Linked DNA regions of Oryctolagus cuniculus: region 1 is linked to region 2. Evidence: chromatin contacts called from public Micro-C data. All regions are on one chromosome and are shown on one strand. The core of a region is the stretch at or near the end of the contact, and the rest is flanking DNA. Distances in the headings are between cores, read along the strand shown.

Evidence for each region. A called contact is a pair of places that touch in the nucleus more often than the background predicts.
Region 1: a contact with region 2 is called in a Micro-C map of ear pinna, with 2.3 times the contacts expected there. The contact joins the enhancer-like site here to the promoter of ASB6 in region 2. A contact is called at or near these places in 2 of 6 Hi-C or Micro-C datasets (ear pinna and an unstated tissue).

What each region holds. Positions count from the first base shown.
Region 1 is chr1:232,585,457-232,590,045 of mOryCun1.1, forward strand. All of the region lies in intron 1 of PRRX2 (paired related homeobox 2), which reads left to right. Among named protein-coding and RNA genes, the nearest start is that of PRRX2, 26 kb to the left of the region's middle. Within about 2 kb of position 2,300, at least 1 of the 8 cell types and tissues checked has an H3K27ac peak or open chromatin away from gene starts, as enhancers often do. A contact at or near this core is called in ear pinna, where this site is marked.
Region 2 is chr1:232,547,237-232,551,858 of mOryCun1.1, forward strand. ASB6 (ankyrin repeat and SOCS box containing 6) reads right to left here and starts at 3,067. Exons shown (of 6, transcript XM_070057902.1): 1 at 2,813-3,067; 2 at 1,697-1,878; 3 at 1,087-1,193; 4 at 888-996; 5 at 445-531; 6 at 1-365. The coding sequence starts at 2,925.

The DNA.
Region 1 (4,589 bases), core at 1,050-3,549, 37 kb after region 2:
CTGCAGCCCCCGATCCCCGCGTCCCAGCTCCTGGCAGCCGCCCGTCTGTGCTGTCTGTGGGTTGGCCCACGGTGGGGGTGTTCCATACCCCTGCGACCTGTGTCCTTTGGGGTCCGGCTCCCGTCTCTGGCGTGGTGTTCTCTGGCCGACCGAGCCAGAGCAGGTGCCGGTCTGTATGGGCCACGTTTGATGGCTGCAGTGAGTGACGTCGCTGGGCATGGTCACGTCGGTCCTGGGTGCAGGCGATTCTCCGCCTGTTTGCCCAGCGCTGGGGCTGCAGCGCCCTCCGACAGCCCCGGGCTTAACCTGCAGCGGGATTCGCATGCCGGCTGCACCACCATCCACTGCCACCGCGCTGCCATCTCCCCGCGCCCTGGCCCGCACTCGCTATTATCCATCTCTTCCGTCCTCCCGTCCTAGGGGCTGTGAAGTGGTAGCTCATTGTGTGCGTGGCTTGCTGTTTGTTTTTAAAAGATTTATTAATTTGAAAGGCAGAGTGACAGAGAGAGAGGCAGACAGACAGACAGACAGAGTCTTCCATCCTCTGGCTCCCTCCTCAGATGGCTGGGCCGGGTTAAAGCCAGGAGCCAGGGGCTTCAGCCAGGTCTCTGCCCCGTCTGTGGGTCGCCTTCTGCTTGCTCCGTGGTGTTCAGCACTGCCTTTGTCTCTCTGGTTGCTTGTGCTTTGCGTGTCGGGTCCACGAGACGGTCGTCTGGCCTTGTGGGGGTGAGGAGGCCTGGCTAGGAAGCTGAGACTCCCCACGCTGCCCTGGGACACGCCCTTCCTCCGTTTACACATCAGCTGCCCACTCAGAAACATGCGTGAAGCCAACCTCTCGCCTGCGCCTGGGGAGTTAACCGAGGCCGGCAACCCCAGGCCCTGCCTTCCTGGAGCTTCAAGTTGAATGGAACAGGCAGGAAGCAGGTGGCCGAACACGGACTTTCTCTGTTTTGAGAAATTGCAGATGTGCGGGGCACAGACCTGGGAATCTGCAGCGTGGAGACCCCGCCCTGGCCGGGGGCTGGGGGAGGCTGGGGGGGGGGGGCTTGCAGGCTGGGTCTGAAGGCTGGGTAAGCGTTAGGCAGAGGAAGAGTGTTCCAGGTAGGGGACGGCACGTGCAAAGGCCCCGAGGCGGGAAGGAGCTGTGCTCCCTGCCGAAGGCAGCTCCACTGGGACTCCTTGGGGTCTCGTGGTCCCGTGGGATTGTGTGCCAGACCCCAGGGAGACGCTGTGCACTGCGCTGCCTCCTGCCGCGCCCTGGGGGACATGAGGGAGCCCCCCTCCAGGCTCCAGGGTCATCCCGAGCCTGCTAAGGCTTCCCCGTAGCCACCGAGGTCACTGGCCACAGGGCTGGGGGCACCCCGTCCCAGGCTGGGGTGGCCTGTGACCCTGAGACCTCACATGCGGTGCTGCGGCCTGGGGAGACCACAAGAGGGGGCCGAGGACCCCCTGGGGGAGCCCCGCCCACCCTGGGATGGCTTTTCTGCTTCTCCAGGCCGGCGGCTGCCAACGTGTCAGTATCTCGGGTTCCGCTGCGAGTGAATGGGATGAGCCGCCCCCCGAGCCCAGGGTCCTCCAGGGTGGGGGGCCGGGCCCCTGCTATGCCTCCTCACTCATTCACTCAACAAACATTTATAGAGCGTTGCCCTGTGCCAGGCCCTGCAGTGGGGTCGAAGGAGACAGGAAATACTGAGTTTCTGGGCCAAACACCCCACACTGAGCCTGCAGTGCGACAGTAACCAACAATAACCCAATAACCGTGTGTACTGGGGACCCACAGGGCTCTGGGAGCCTCAGCCTGGGGATCTGGGAAGGCTTCCTGGCGGAGGTGGCGCCTGTGCTGGGGCCTGATGAGCCGGGGAGGGGGAGGAATGTGGCAGGCGCAGGCCGACAGCAGCAGAGAGGAGGGGTGCGTGCCCCGTGTGAGAACTAGCTCCAAGGATGTCACCGGCCTGCCCCGAGACCACCCACGGCCACCAGCCCTGGCTCCACCCACCAGAGTGGCCCCGAGCCACGGTGGGCTCCAGGGGTGCGGGTGCCGGCACCCACCGCAGCCGAGGCCTCAAGCACCTCTTCCCTGAGGGTCCGGGGCTGCTATCAACGCAGGGCATCAGGTGGAAGCCAGGTCTTGGGTGGGGGCGGGGCTAGCGGGGAGGGGACCCTACCCCTGGGTCTGGAAGTCGCTGGAAGCCGAGCATCTGTACCCACGGGTTTCGGGGGGCCCTGTTTCCTGCTCTCCTCGCTCCACCCCCTCTCTCCTTCCACCTCTTTAACCGCCAGCCCCCCACCAGCCCATTCTGCCTCAGGGGCCCCCGGGGGCGCTCTGGCTCCCAGGTTCCTGCCTGACCCGCCTCCCGGGGGCCCTTGCAAGGTGGGGGGAAGGCGCAGGCTCCACGGGCCGCCGCCACCTCCACTTCCTGCTCCGGACAGCGGCGCAGCTCGGAGCGCCCGGCCCATCCCCGTGTTAATTTGTGAAATCCACATCAAGGTCCCAGGGACCCGGGTTTATTTTTGCGATCCTGTTGGCAGGGCTCGCACGGGGGCGGGGGCTGCTTTGCTTGGTCAGAATAAATGCTAATTAATAAAAGTTATTTATTTGGCTTGGAGCTGGCCGCAGCTCCGGGGTCAGACGCAAACTGGCTGTTTGAAGCAAAAACAGAGCGCGTCTCTCAACAGCTTGAGAAAGGCCGCGGCGAAGAGGCTGGGTTTATTTGTCTTAGGAAGAATTTGCAGTTAATTCCCTCCAGACTATTTAGGCCCTTAAATTACACGGAGTAAGAAAAACCATGGGCGCGGGGCGGGGGGAGCCCTGGACCTTTTGGTTTTTAAACGTCTCGGGCCCGCCAGTGTCAGCCAACTCAATGGTATGTGTGAAATAAAGAAATGGCAGGGAACTGGCTCCCGCCTTATTATTATTATTTTTAGTCATACTGGAATCAGGAACGATAGAATTTCGGTTTTAGAGAAGCAAGCGCGGCAGGCCTCCTCCATCTGACTGCCTCTTCCCCTGCCCCCGCCCTGGCATCCAAACGGCCCGTTCCGATGGCAGCGGCTCCTGCTTCGCGCTCCATCACAGGGAAACGTACGTGGTTGTGAGCTTGGGGCACAGCCAGGCTGAGTGGCCCAGCATCTGTCGGCCTGAGGGCAGAGGCAGAGGAAGGGGCCGGCGAAGGCGCCCGCAGCTCGGGACTGTTTATTTGTTCTCTAAATGCCTGCAGCCCCAGTGCGGGCTCACGGAGGATGTGGCCGCCCACGGTTCCAGGAGGTGGCTCGGGACAGACGGCCGCCGGACCCTACACGGTCACCGCCTGCAGGCTGAGCCCCGAGTGGGGGATCTGAGCGGGGCTGCTAGCACAGGACCGCCTTGCTAGGGGGCATGGACCCGCGTCAACATCTGCTTTTATTGCTGATGGACGCACAGCACTTGTACGAGAGGACTTTGAAAGTTCACGGGAAAACGGCACTGAAAGGTCGACTGTTTTGGTGCAGAGACACCGGAATCCATGCATACGAGGGCTCTGAAGAGCTCCTGGCGGCACAGTAGGTTAATGCTCTGCCTGCGGCGCCGGCATCCCCTATGAGTGCCAGTTCAAGTCCTGGCTGCTCCACTTCCGATCCAGCTCTCTGCTGTGGCCTGGGAAAGCCGTAGAAGATGGCCCAGTGCTTGGGCCCCTGCACCCACGTGGGAGACCTGGAAGAAGCTCCTGGCTCCTGGCTTCAGATCAGCCCCAGCTGTTGCAGCCATCTGGGGAGTGAACCAGCGGATGGAAGATCTCTCTCTCTCTCTCTCTGTCCCTCTCTCTGTAACTCTACCTCTCCCGGGAGACACATATGATGAACAGACTGCAGGGGGCTTTGCAGTTGCTCTGCACCCCACTCAGTCTCCCCTTCAGTTCCCTTCCTTCCTTTCTCAATTTGAGAGGCAGAGAGGGAGAGAGGGAGAGAGAGGGAGGGGGAGGGAGAGGGAGAGGGAGAGGAGGGCTCCCCGCTGCGGGCTCACTCCCCCAGAGGCTCACGGTGGCTGGGGCTGGGCGGGGGCTGCAGCCACGCGGAGGAAGCAGTCTGGTCTCCCTGGTGGGTGCCGGGAGCCCGGTCACTTGCACCGCCCTCCCCGCCTCCCCAGGAAGCTGCAGCAGAGCGGGAGCGGCCGTCGGCTCGGGCGCTCAGCCGCGGGTGTGCGCGCTAGACGGCGGGCTCAGTGCCTCCTCCCTAATCCCGTCTTCCCGTGGACTTTTTGAAACACTCTTGTCCTGTTTATGGGGCGAGGGGGGCATTTCTTTAAAAAACAAAAACAAAAACACTTAATTGAAAGATACAGTGCTGGTGCCGCGGCTCAACAGGCTAATCCTCCACCTTGCAGCGCCAGCACACCGGGTTCTAGTCCTGGTCGGGGCACCGGATTCTGTCCCGGTTGCCCCTCTTCCAGGCCAGCTCTCTGCTGTGGCCAGGGAGTGCAGTGGAGGATAGCCCAAGTGCTTGGGCCCTGCACCCCATGGGAGACCAGGAGAAGCACCTGGCTCCTGCCATCGGATCAGCGCGGTGCGCCGGCCGCAGTGCACCAGCCGCGGCGGCCATTGGAGGGTGAAGCA
Region 2 (4,622 bases), core at 1,817-4,316:
GTCCGCGTGGCTCTTGTCCTCGGGGCAGTCCGGGTGCGAGCAGAGCCTCTCGAAGACGATGTGGAAGCCGGACCAGCAGGAGGCGCCATGCAGGGAGCAGTTGTAGGCAGCCCCCGACTCCAGCAGGAAGCGCAGCAGGGGGAAGTGCAGCTTGAAGCTCTTGAGGCAGACGTAGGTGAGGGACTCGTGGGCGGGGCAGCGGCTGGGGTCCGCGCCGTGGGCCAGCAGCAGCTGCGTGACTTGGAAGCAGAAGCGGCGGATCATGGGCGACTCCTCGATGTCCCCGCACACGGTCTCCTCCAGCAGGAAGATGATGCAGGTGAACACCGTGTCCCCGTCCTTGGTGGTGGCCGTCACGTCCGCCCCTGGACGGACAACAGAGGGTGGGGGCGCGGCCCGGGGGCGGGGACGAGGCGCCGCGGGCGGGGCAGGGCGGGGCCTCACCTCCTTCCAGTAAGAGCCGGATGTTCTCCGTGTTGTGGATCTGCACCCCGTCGCTGCTGGCCAGCGCGTGGAGCAGAGCCGTCTTCCCTGGAAGGGGTGCGGGCGGCCAGGGAGCCGGTCAGGACCACCCCACAGGTGCAGGGCCCGAGCGCACCAGGGACGGGGTGAGGGGTGGCTCCCGGCGCTCCTGCCCCCACAGGTGGGAGAGGAAGGGGTCCTCTGGCCCCAAGATGCTCCCTGAGGCCTGGGTTGGGTCTGTCCCGACAGGAAGCCACGGCTCGCCCCGATGGCGCCCATGGGGCTGGCACGGGCACGGCGACCACGTGGCCTGTCTAAAGCCCCTCGACTGCCAGAAGTTGGCAGAGTTCACCTGTGCACCCACCGTGCAGTGACCAGATGGGGCCGGGGCCCAGGCCGCCTGCCGTCACGCGGGAGGCACCCACCGTGCTTGTCGGCCGCGTTGACGTCTGCGCCGAGGTCCAGGAGCCGCTGCAGGCAGGGCAGGCGCTCGGGCTCCTCGCTGGCCAGGTCCAGGGGGCTGCTCTCATGGATCTGGACCGAGAGCGTGGGGCAGGTTGGCCTGGAGGCCTGCCAGGGGCCCCCAGCCCCTCACCCCGGGAAGCAGGCTGGCCCGGCGCGTACCCGGTCCCTGCGATTGATGTTGGCCCCGTGGCGCACCAGCAGCTCCACCATGTCGGGCTGGTTCCGCAGCACGGCGATGTGCAGCGCCGTGTAGTAGGTCACCGGGTCTGCAGGCACAGCCCGGGGCAGCTCAGCGCCCAGGCCCGGCTCTCCTGTCTGCTCCAGGCAGGAGCCATGGCCAGGGCTGCCCTGCCCGTCCCCACGGGGGTCAGGATGGAGCCGGAGGGACAGGACAGAGCACCTGACCCCCTTGGCTTTAGCTCCTGCTGAAACAGGGCCAGCTGGGGCCTCGCCCCTGGAGACCTGGCAGCAGCACAACCTGGGCCCCCGAGCCTCGGGCGCCAGGGGCTCAGAGGGGGAGGGAGACGGGCTGGGCTGAAATCTGGGGCATCAGAACCCCTCTGCCGGCCCTGCCCCCGCCCCTGCACCGCTGCTCGGAGGAGCTGGCTGGCTCCGGGCGCAGGGCCAGCTGCCGCGTCTGCACACGCGTGGGAGCTGAGGGCCGGCCGCTCTGCTGAGTCAGCAGCCAGCGCGCTCTGCCCGCCGCTCAGGGCCACCAGCGAGCTCCCCAGGGAATGGCCGCCCGCCGCCCCCAGGGGCCCCGGCTGACCTTCGAAGTTGAGGTTGGCCCCGTGCCGCAGCAGGACGTCGGCCGCCCGCGTCAGCCCCAGCTCGGCCATCTTGAGCAGCGCGTTGCTCACGCCCTCCTGGTAGAACGGGGAGTGGGTCTTCCGCTCCAGCAGCTCTGTGAGGACGCGCAGCCGGCCCTCCTCGCTGGCCACGTAGCCGGGCCTGGGGCGGGGGGGACCCTGTGAGGCAGCAGCCGCGCCCCGCTGCGGCGGCCCCGGGCAGGGGCGGCTCCCAGCACTGCAGGGAACCCCGTGCACCTGTCCCCTCTGCGCTGCCACCAAGCACCTGAGGGGGCCGGGAACGATGCACTCGGCTCACAGCCTGGGAGGTGCAGCGCCCCCGGTGAGGGCAGTGACCAGGGATGGAGGGCGGGACGCAGCGGGCAGCGCCTGGGCCCCGCTCCGGCCAGAGCGACCTGCCCAGGGCGGCCTCCCGCGAGGCCCACGTCCGTCGCAAGTGCGGGACTCGCCCTGGGGCAGGTGAGCGCACGCGGAGCCTGCAGGCCCCAGCACCGCCCTGGCGACGCCCCCGCTCCAGGGCTGCTCCCCTCCCCCGCGGGCTCAAGGGCAGGGCTCCCGCTTATCCTGCACCCACCCCGCCCTGAGCACCCATCCGGAGCGGCGCGCGCACGGCGGCTGGGCCCGCCCTGCCCTCTCCCTCGACGGGCATCCCGCACCGCGCCGCAGCTTCACCCGTCTCTGCAAAGACCCCGAGCACCCCCGTGGCTGAGCCCCGCGGACAATCCCCCCGCGCCTGCACCGCTTCCCTCGGACACCGCGACCCTAAGCAGCCTCTCCCGCGGCATCGGCACCAGCAGGCTGGGGCCTGCCCTGTGCGCGGGGCAAGACGCAAACTCGGTGACCACGACTGGTTCCCGGGGGAGACCGCAGGGCGGGGCCCGGGCCGACGCCGCGTTGTCCGGCTCTCCCCACCCGCGGCCAGCGCGGACCAGGAGCGCCCCGCAAAGGGCGGCCCGGGGCGCTGGCCTCGGCCTCTCCACGCGCACAGCGGGGCACACGGCTGCCCCGGCCTCGCCAAGCGGCGAGCGACCACGCGCGACGCAGCCCCCGCCCGCCAGCCCGCAGGGGCGAGTTACCCGTCCAGGGGCTCCTGCCGCTCGGGGTCCTGGATGCCCAGGGCGCCGAGGATCGCGTCCACCAGAGGCTGGTACTCGAAGATGATCCTGCGGAACCCGTGCAGGAACGGCATGGCGGCGGCCGCGCCTCCCCGCCGAGGCCGACGCGGAGCCCGGGCGCGCTGCGGCGGCTGCAGGTCCCGCTGCGGGCTCGGCCGCTCCTGCCCCAGCTCCCACCCCGTCCGCCGCCCAAGCCGCGGCCCCGCGCCGGAAGTGAGCCTCCCACTTCCGGCCCGCGCCGCACAGAGACCCGTGCTCGCGCGGCGCGAGCGCCCCCTGCCGGTCGGAGGACCGAAGTGCGCACGTGTGTGTGCGCGCGCACCACCCCGCGGGGGGCCCCGCCCCCTGAGTCCCGGCGCGGACCCGCCCCCGCGCGCCCCCAGCCCGGCCCCGCTCCACCCGCGATCCCGCGCGCGGCCGCTGGGCGCCGTCGAAGCTGCGCGCGGGGCTGGCCGCTGACCGTCCCGCAGCTCCTCCCCCCGGGAGTGGCTGCGGCCCCCTCTGGCCGCACGCGGGCCTCTGAGTGGGCCGGTCAAGGGCACCCGGCCGAGTCCTCACCCTCCGTCCGGGGCCGGCTGCTCCTTCCTGCCGCGGTGGACGCTGCGGACTTGATTTTCCTCATCTGAGAAATGGGGATAGGGCAGCCTCCTGAGGCCCCGGGTCCGGCGCTCTGCTGATGCGGACGGTGCAGACGTCGGGAGGAAAAAAAAAACCCTCAGCCCCCCCCACCCCAACCAGGCATTGTCTTGGGGGTCGGAAACGTGTGCCCTGCCCCCGCTTTGAGGGAGGGTCCAGGCTCCTCCCCGCAACAAGACCCTGGCTGGTGCCGCCCCTCACGGGCACCTGGGGCGGGGGGGGGGGGGAACAGGCTCCGGCACACAGGGGAGAGGCCCGGGGCTGAGCCCCGTGTGTGTGCTGGGGACCCCGGAGCACGTGAGGGCACAGGGGCCCCTGGGATGAGGAATTCGGGGGGTGCTGAGCTCCCCAGGACAAAGCCGTACGCGGGTATCCACGCGCGCTCCCGCGTGCTCCCAGGGGTCAGGGCCCTTGCCTGCCCCTGCCCGCTCCTGGAGCCCCCGGCTCCGCCCACCTCTGCCCGCACCGGCCGCCCCCTGCCCGCCCTAACCCGGCTGGCCTCGTCTCCCTCCCGGGAGGCCGCGTTCCAGGTGGGGTTAACCGCGCTGTGCCGGGCCGGGCCAGGCCGGCGCCCTGGTCTCACCTGTCAGCTGGGGGCCCGGGCAGCTCTGGCGGCCTCGGGGGCAGCGGGAGAGCTCCCGCGTCACGGATGGGCGGATGGGCGAGGGGACGCTCGCAGGGCCGGCCGACCCCGGGCCCCACCCTTGCCAGACAGGGAAGCTGAGGCTCGGCCGGGGGGTGCACAGCCCTGCCGGGCACCCTGTCTCTCCGCTCGGCACCGGGGACCCCAGGGTCCTCGCAGCTCCTGGGGCTCTGGGCAGGAGGGAGGAGCCGGCCCCTGCCCTGTCGCAGCCCGTGGCCACCGCGCGGTGGAGCCGGGCCCTGCGGCCCGCTGGCTGCCCGGCTCCGGTCTGTAGCGGGCTCCGTGGCCCCCACCGCCGCCGGCTGTCCTGCTTCCTCCATCCGCCTCCCATTACGGTTCGGTCGCCAGGGCCCTGGCCTCAGCCCTCACACTGCTCTCTTTCGCTCTCCCTGCCTGGCGGCCCGGCCCCTTCCTGCCACCCCACTCCAGACTTGCCCCGCAGAGGTGGGGAGGGGCCTTGGGGACAGGCTCCTGGCGGGTCAGTGCCTGCCT